3 separate regions of the Zea mays genome follow, and regions 1 and 3 are each linked to region 2. A link is a contact called in public Hi-C data. All regions are on one chromosome and are shown on one strand. The core of a region is the stretch at or near the end of the contact, and the rest is flanking DNA. Distances in the headings are between cores, read along the strand shown. Region 1 holds the start of LOC100273794. Region 2 holds the start of LOC100280481 (lactoylglutathione lyase). Region 3 holds the start of LOC542319 (acetyl-coenzyme A carboxylase).

Region 1 (2,803 bases), core at 201-2,700, 240 kb before region 2:
GGGAGGCCGGCCGTAGGGCTTTGCCCACGGCCGGCAAGAGAGAAGGGATTTCCTTCTAATCTCTTGCTTACTTTCAATTGATACAATCCCTCCCCTTATATAGAGAGGGTTACTTGACCTCTAAGTACTAGATCTAATCTTATCTCTAATTCTAATATTATCCCAAATTAGCCTTATCTTTATCTGACCTTATCTTTATTTAACCAACCCGAGGGGCGTGCTACAGTACCGTGTAGCGGCCCTATAGCAGGCCCTCTTCGGCCCTGGCAACAACGTTGTGCGTTCGAGAGAGAAAACTATGCCTCACACATGCATAATATTTATGGAGATTATACAACTTAAGGCATGAATGTGAAACCAGAACTTACATATCCAAGGCGAAGAAGAACAGCCTCTGGATCACTATCTGCATGCACTATATTTGTGATGCATAAAAAAAAGAAAATTCAGTGACACACACTCAAAGGGAACCTAAACTAAAGTTGAATACATGGGAATAAACAGGTAGATAATTTGATATTGCAAAATAGAAACAAAAATGACAGAATTTGTAGTGTAATGCAAAAGAAATGAGAAAATACACCCAAGCATGCATATTGGAGTTCAGCAAAATAGGGAGGGAACACATACCTGAATAGCCATCTAGTCGATGAAGAAGTGCTAACTGAAGCAAAGATCCTATGTTCAGGGAAAAGGAAGCAAAATGCAACTAAAATAAAATTAGTAAATTATGTAAAATGTACACAATTTTGTAAATGCTAGCTGGAGTTAAGAAACCAGTATTTGAGGATAAGAGAAGCATTGTTAAACTAGATGCTGAAGCTATTTACATGAAGAACACTAAAAACTACACATGGCATCGTGCATGCCAAGACGCCCAAAGCAACCATGCTTCGGCACCAAGTTCAATTCAATGCCCCATTAAACTGACAGACACTAAAGCCGTATCCACTCCCCACTCCGGCAAACTGTAACTGCTCCGAAGTGAACCTGCTGAGGGGTGTAGATGCGTAGTGCCTGAATGGAGTCGAATTTCCGCGATTTACCCTACGCGCCTACGCAAAACGCTCATCGAACACAGATGCGTCAGATTTAATGGGGAAACTGACAGTTCACTGGCACCTGAGCAGCCGGAGAGAAGCATGCTCGACATTCCGCCGCCTCCCCCAACTAGCCCGAGCCACGCTCAGACTCGATCCAGCAAGAAGCCAAGCTGAGACAAGAGAATGCAAACCGAGGGGCCGCAGGAGCCGCGGGGCGAAACGAGGGGAGTAGATGGAGGCGCGGTGCGTGCTCAGTGCTCACCAAGGATCATGCCGAGTGTGACGAAGGTGGCCAGAGGCAGCAGGCGCCGCGCCCGCCACCGCGCCATCCCCGCCGAATCTCGTCGTGCCCGTGACACACGGGTGCCCACTATGGAGCAGAGGTATGGCGCTTGAGTCAACTGGCTGTGCTCAGCAGGCTGCAGAATTTGCAAAAAACAGACTTGTGGAGTTTGAAATAGCACGCAAAGCTTGTTCGTCTGTCTCAATTCACGTGAATTTTTACATAATAAAAGACACATAGTCGGCCTCAAACGAGGTTAAGGCCAATTATCTTTACTACTCTATAAGAGAGCAAAGTAGGCGTTCACCACCAGTTTCACCGTGGCTCCGCTCCCGTGATTCGCGTGCCCCCGCCTGCTCCCGCACCCGTCCTCGCGATGCCCGCCCCTGCGCCCGCCCCGTCCCCGTGACGCACGCCGCGGTGCCCCCGCCCGCTCGTGATGCCCCGGCATCCCGTGCTATCGGCTGCCCCCGTCCGTGTGTGATGCTCGCGGCCGTCGCCTCTGCTTCCACGCGACCCGCGGCGAAATCCTGGAGCCGCACCTCAGCGTCGACGATGGAGGAGGACGGGCCTGCGAAGGACAGCATGGTCAGGCCGGGGTCCGTCGCCGCCGCGCCCCACGACGGAGACCCGGAAGCCGCTGGCCAGTCCATGCCACCGCCAGCCAAGAAGGAAAGGAGGGCCTCCGCCCTGCTCCCAAACAAGAAAGGTATACTCATCTTTGTGGCTGCTAGAAAAACCATGAATTTATTTCTTATGCGAGCATACAAATATGCTTGTTTTTTTCATTTACATATTTCTCATATTGCCTTTGCACAAAAACCAGAAGATTATTTCTTGTTCAGTTTACTTGTGCATTAGCTAGCGCACAGGTTATCTTGCTTTAATCTGTATGTTATGTTCGCTTTTTTGTCCTACAGATGAATGTGAGTATAGGAATGGGAAGTGGTTTCTGACAATCGTAGACCACTATACTCAGGGTTTGGTTGTAAGCAGTAGCTTTCAGAGAGTTGGTCCTGCAGACTAACCCAGCGAAAAGATTTCGCGTATGAAAAATTCAGATGGCAGCCTGAAGCTTGTGAGATGCCAGAGTTTGAGGCCTCCCAGTTCTTGAGAAGGTACATACTACATAGCCAATGTCGGTACCCCAAATCAGGGGTACCCTCTTCTACAGTATGAAGACGTTGTACACGTACGACGCCTCCAGGCTACACGGAGAACGGCACCCGACCCCACCACATGGGCAGGTCTAAGGGCACCACGTGGCAAGGAAAAATAATACATCCCACGATGCATCATCGGGCCTGGACCTCCACAGAGGGACACCGGACCCCTGTACGTACAAGTCCGGAGCTCCCAAAAGGGCATGTCGGGTCCCTCGGGTGGGCCCCAGGTCCCTCCGAGTAAGATCCAGTCCTTAGCAAGGTCCCGGGACGGGGATGATCCTGGCATGAGTAAGGGTCCGGTGCTGGCACGT
Region 2 (2,809 bases), core at 209-2,708:
GACGGGAGGAGTCGTGGTTGGAGAGGGGAGGGGACGGGAGGAGGAAGAAAAACATGACATATGAGGTCCGATAGAAACATTAAAACAAGAGTAAGAAAGACATAGGTCATAGGATGAAAACGGGTCGGGTATATCCGTCGGGTATCAGAATACGGGTAGTGTAAATACCCGTTTTTTCGGATACGGATTCGAGTAGTTTTATATTCGGGACAGATACACTATCCAGATTCGGGTCGGATACAGAGCGAGGACTACCCGAAAAATACCCAGATATTCGGGTCGGATACGGGTAACCGAAACTCGGGTACCCGTTTTTTCTTTTTCTGCATAATATAGTTATAAAATCACAACTTTTACATATGAAATCGGATGAAGATAAAATTTATATGAAAATTGTAGAGCTTGAAGAGATCTATAACTTTGTAATACATCAATTTTTTGTTTAAACATATCTTTTAGACCAAAATAATTGAAAAAATGTCCAAATTTATATCAAATTAATATACTTTATCATTTTTATGTGTGGGGTTAAGGTTATCTCCACGTGGGAACTTAAGATTATCTTTTTATAGACTATTTATTAGTATTGGTAACTTATTTGTATTTTTCGGTCAATACTACAATATTTTAAGGATTTAATTGTATTTTGATAATTTTCTATGACAAGAAATTAATAATACAGAAATAGCCTAAAAAAATCGTGAAATTTTATGGATACACAGCATATGTCCATATATAACAATAAAAATGTTTGGATCATACAATCTATAAGATGCCCATGTTTTTTCCCTTTCACTTTCACTTATCTGTATGCGTTACATGTGAAATCAATGTAAGTATCCAAGTTTCAACATAATCAGTACTTTACTTTATTATTTTCATACGGGGACTTGAGTTATCTTCATATAAAATTTTATTAGTTTTTGTAACTTATTTGCAATTTTTGAGTGAAACTACAATATTCTATGAATTTTAAATATTGCGGTGTTGTTCTACAATGTCCTTGTGATAAGTAACTTTGAACTGCATGATGTCAATTTTATTGGTTTTCTTTCTTACATTTAATCTATCATATACATAATTATGTATTACTTAACTTATGGATAGTTGGACAATTAATATCATCAGACGAACTACCCGACAATTATCCGGTACCTACCCGAGTAGTATCCGTTATCCGTTTCTTACCCGCCCGTATTATTAACCGGTCCCGTCCTGTATCCGTCCCGAAGCTTAAATAACCGAATCTGGTCTCGTATCCGATAGAAATACATTAAGGTATGATACGAGATGATCATGTATCCGAATGTATCCGTCCCGTTTTTATCCTTAGAAAGACATGCCATGTTAGGAGGCGCTTGGATCTAACTGAGATCCGAATAACAATTAAGGATTGGACTAACACATTTTAAAAGTTTGTAGATGGGGATGACAAACAATTTTAAAGACGGGAAATGTATTTTACTCATATAGATAATCTTATATAAAAATAGGTTTATATATCCTGGTGCTCTTGCCATGGCTGGTGCATCGCTCCTCTCCCCATCCTGCACGCTCCTCCGCCTGATTCCCAGCGCGTCGCACTTCAAGGTCCCGTGTTCCGTACTGGAGGATTTGGATTGATGATTATGGTGACTTTCGCTCAGGTTTCACTCACCATTCCCCGTTGGGAATTTTCTTGATTTCGTAGAGATTCGATCGGGTTCGCCGGTTCGCGCCCGCCGCCATGGCGACTTCCTCAGGACCAAAGGAGGCGCCAGCGAATAACCCTGGGCTCCAGACCGAGGTCGACCCCGCCACCAAAGGCTACTTCTTGCAACAAACGGTAACGCGAGCTTTACTCCTGTCTATTTCACCGAGGGAGTGTGTTTATCAAGCACATGTGCGTGCTATTCAGCTCGGGTTTCCAGTTTTGGTGCTCGATGTGTGGATTCACATAAGTAGTCGTGGCGCACTTCATAAGCAGTGGGATAATCAGTCAGTAGTTGCTGTGCTCTATATCCTATTTGCTCCCCCATCCCGTCCCAATCCAAATTTGCTGCTGCTCTTGTCTTGTGGGATGCAAAGAAAAAATGTATCTGATGAATAATGCATTTGATACCTGTCAAACAATCTGGATATCTCAATTCTGAAGCAGATCCAACTCTGAGCTCACTTTGTTACAAGGGCCAGACATCACAAATAACTAAGCACATATATGCAAAATCCTGTGGGCGCTGGCAAAATCACCATCATTTTTTTTCTCAAACACGCAGGAGAACTGCGTATCATTATATTAAGAAAAGGAAGAATATACATGGATACCGACTTCTGCAAAAAATTGATGCTTAGGAATGCTACTAAATGGGCCCTTGATTGTAAATATCTGACAGGCTTGTATTGCTACTATTCCTGTTTGTTTGCTAAACTAAAATCATTCCGTAGTTTTGGAATTAACCATTGGTGGGCCAGCTTATCCCCATAAGCATTTCTGATGTTGTACTTGCCGAGGTAATGATCACAAAAATTTATGTTCTTTGTTTCAGATGTTACGTGTGAAGGACCCAAAAGTGAGCCTTGACTTCTACTCACGTGTGATGGGCATGTCGTGAGTTTAATTTCTTTCTCTTCCTCCAAATAATATATCCATGCTGAGAAAAAAACAATAACAGCTCATATCTGTTCTTTATAGTTTTGTCCTGTAAATGTAGGGATGTTCTTGAGTGGGATGTTCTTGAGAAAAAAACAATAACAGCCCTAACCCTAGTTAGATTGTGTTAGACTGTGTATGGATTTTATGTGGTTGTGTGTTATGGGCCTAGCCTAGCCC
Region 3 (2,739 bases), core at 45-2,544, 150 kb after region 2:
TACTGGGGTGGCTGAATGGTCTCGGCTTACGCAATTGTTTGTGGCAGCTGCGTGGGCTAAATGTAGGTTGTCTCTTGTTGCACTGCAGGATGGATGGGTAGCCTCTGGGCCGCCTCTGCTAGTGTCTAGCGTTGCTGACTGTGGTTTATTCAGGGATGCCCATGCCCATGCTAGATTGATAGGTGCCATTCTAATGGTAGGTGGCGGTAAGGTTTATTAAGCTGTAGTATCAGTAGGTAACCTCATGAATCAGGGTTTAAGCACACCTTTTCCTTTGTGTGGGTGCATAAGGAATGCACTTGGCTTCGTTCCCTGCTAGTCTTTGCTCATGTGTCATTCTACCAAGTGGGTTACTGTAACATTGCACTCTATGATGGTTGGTGGTTGTGCATCTTTTTGCTTCCCCTGGTTGTCTAATACCTGCATGTAACTGATGACCTTCTTTTATGTATCATATAGATTACATCCTTTTGTTGTACATCTCAATTCTGAAAAAACAATGTTTTGCATTCTTAGCGCTCTGTGCACAAGGAAAAGGAGGTTTTACCTGCAACTTTTTTTTTCGAGAAAAAACAAACCTTTCTGAAAGGCAGTGATCATTTAGTATAAAGAAAATTTGATTTACTTTCTTCAGAGAGAATATTCCAAACAAACAATTTTCTTACTGTCTGAGCCACGAAATTTGATCTTGATCTTACTTTCACAAGCCACATGAAGCCTTATCATCGCTCTGATAAAAAAACCAAATAGGTGATTCATAGAATGAGAAAAAGAACCTGTTGCCATTTGGGGACCTTGTTGTGTACTCATTATCCCCCCTGCTCAGGTTGAGGTTTCCTTGCCACTGCCACCCCTTGGCCCCTTCTTATACAACCATCTCCATTGAAAAAGATTTTGCACTACATTTGGGCTTCGTATGACAAAAAAGGAAAATAAAACTAAACAGCAGAAACATAGTATAATTATAGGTAAAAGGTTCTGGCAAGTTTGAGTGGAAGAGACCTTTGTATATTTGGACATATTTCACTAGTAAATAGTTTTCTAAAATCTTCATGAATGGTGGCCAATAAACTTGATAAGATCTCAACATGGCAGGTTCCTTCAAAATGAGAGGAAAACTGGAAACATCACAAATATTTTTTAGCGAGTGGCCTATAAATTATAATGTTGCTTTCATTTCTTTGATATTCAAAACTTCCTAAGAGTATTCTGCTAGAGCTCTGATGGTGTCTTTTGCCTCTGTCAGATTTTCCAGGAGTTTTCTTCCCTTTTTATGGCACTGTGCGTTTGAGAAGGTCTTCAATTGTGCTGTCTGGGCCACGGAACGACAATGTCACAGCTTGGATTAGCCGCAGCTGCCTCAAAGGCCTTGCCACTACTCCCTAATCGCCAGAGAAGTTCAGCTGGGACTACATTCTCATCATCTTCATTATCGAGGCCCTTAAACAGAAGGAAAAGCCGTACTCGTTCACTCCGTGATGGCGGAGATGGGGTATCAGATGCCAAAAAGCACAGCCAGTCTGTTCGTCAAGGTACTGTGAATATCTTTTGATACAAGCTAAAATTTTGCTACAGAATATATATTAAAGAGTTCTTTCTTGGCTGGTGTTGTTTATTTGTTTTAACATGCGAAAGGGCCTCTAGTTGAGTTGGTTAGGTGGCCTGAGTACCACTCCTTAAGGTCTTGAGTTTGATTTTCCGTCGGAGCGAATTTTAGGCTAGGGTTACCCCCCCACCCCCACCCGAATCTGCACAGTCCGGTCGTGGTCGTCCTCATATAGGCTACGATGTCATTGTGTATCGGCGGGCCAGGGGTTTAAGAGTTTTCTTGACCTTTGTTAGAAGATCTTAATAATACAATGTCCAAGGGCTGTCTTACCCTGTAGGTCGAGTTTTTAGTTGTTTTAACATGGTAATGTTTGAAGCCTCATTCTAGGTACCAATATAGATATGCTCACTGCTCAGTTTCAAATGTTTGTCTGCATGTAGGTCTTGCTGGCATTATCGACCTCCCAAGTGAGGCACCTTCCGAAGTGGATATTTCACAGTAAGGACTACAATATTTTGCGTACGTTTGTTTTGGAAAAAGAAAATATTCTCAGCTTATTTATACTAGCTTCGCTAATACTGAAATGCTGTCTTAATGTCCTGGTGCTGTATGCTCAATCTTTCATAGTAAATGCTGCAAAATATGTGATGTAACTGTTGCAACACAGCCAGGGACCTGTTATTTAGAGCATGGTGAATGCTCTGGTTCAGTTATATGATGTAGTTATAGCTCATGTTGAAGAATTAGTTGCAGTGTTTGCTGGACAATGGTCACTTATTATAAATCATATCTGCATACACATTTGTGACTTCTGTTGCTGTAAATGCCTGCATTTTTTGAGAAAAATTTAAATGCTTGGCCTAAATTGGACATATATGATAGACACAAAGCTGATTTGAACTTTGTTTATTTTTGACATCCATGCATATTGTCAGTGTTGTGAAAACAATACTAATCTTTTTTTTTTGTCTTTTTCCAGTGGATCTGAGGATCCTAGGGGGCCAACAGATTCTTATCAAATGAATGGGATTATCAATGAAACACATAATGGAAGACATGCCTCAGTGTCCAAGGTTGTTGAATTTTGTGCGGCACTAGGTGGCAAAACACCAATTCACAGTATATTAGTGGCCAACAATGGAATGGCAGCAGCAAAATTTATGAGGAGTGTCCGGACATGGGCTAATGAT

What was found. A called contact is a pair of places that touch in the nucleus more often than the background predicts.
Region 1: a contact with region 2 is called in a Hi-C map of ear, with 2.5 times the contacts expected there. The contact joins the promoter of LOC100273794 here to the promoter of LOC100280481 in region 2. A contact is called at or near these places in 3 of 25 Hi-C or Micro-C datasets (ear, endosperm and tassel).
Region 3: a Hi-C map of leaf shows a contact between it and region 2, with 2.7 times the contacts expected there. The contact joins the promoter of LOC542319 here to the promoter of LOC100280481 in region 2. A contact is called at or near these places in 14 of 25 Hi-C or Micro-C datasets (bundle sheath, ear, endosperm and 4 more) and 1 of 3 datasets of contacts at active chromatin or transcription factors (leaf).

The regions. Positions count from the first base shown.
Region 1 is chr2:84,427,348-84,430,150 of Zm-B73-REFERENCE-NAM-5.0, forward strand. LOC100273794 reads right to left here and starts at 1,451. Exons shown (of 11, transcript NM_001360446.1): 1 at 1,306-1,451; 2 at 631-678; 3 at 369-415. The coding sequence starts at 1,372. It also overlaps the pseudogene LOC103646642.
Region 2 is chr2:84,665,663-84,668,471 of Zm-B73-REFERENCE-NAM-5.0, forward strand. LOC100280481 (lactoylglutathione lyase) reads left to right here and starts at 1,459. Exons shown (of 8, transcript NM_001153401.2): 1 at 1,459-1,590; 2 at 1,691-1,825; 3 at 2,526-2,587. The coding sequence starts at 1,519.
Region 3 is chr2:84,819,202-84,821,940 of Zm-B73-REFERENCE-NAM-5.0, forward strand. LOC542319 (acetyl-coenzyme A carboxylase) reads left to right here and starts at 1,295. Exons shown (of 33, transcript NM_001111903.1): 1 at 1,295-1,532; 2 at 1,990-2,047; 3 at 2,529-2,739. The coding sequence starts at 1,331.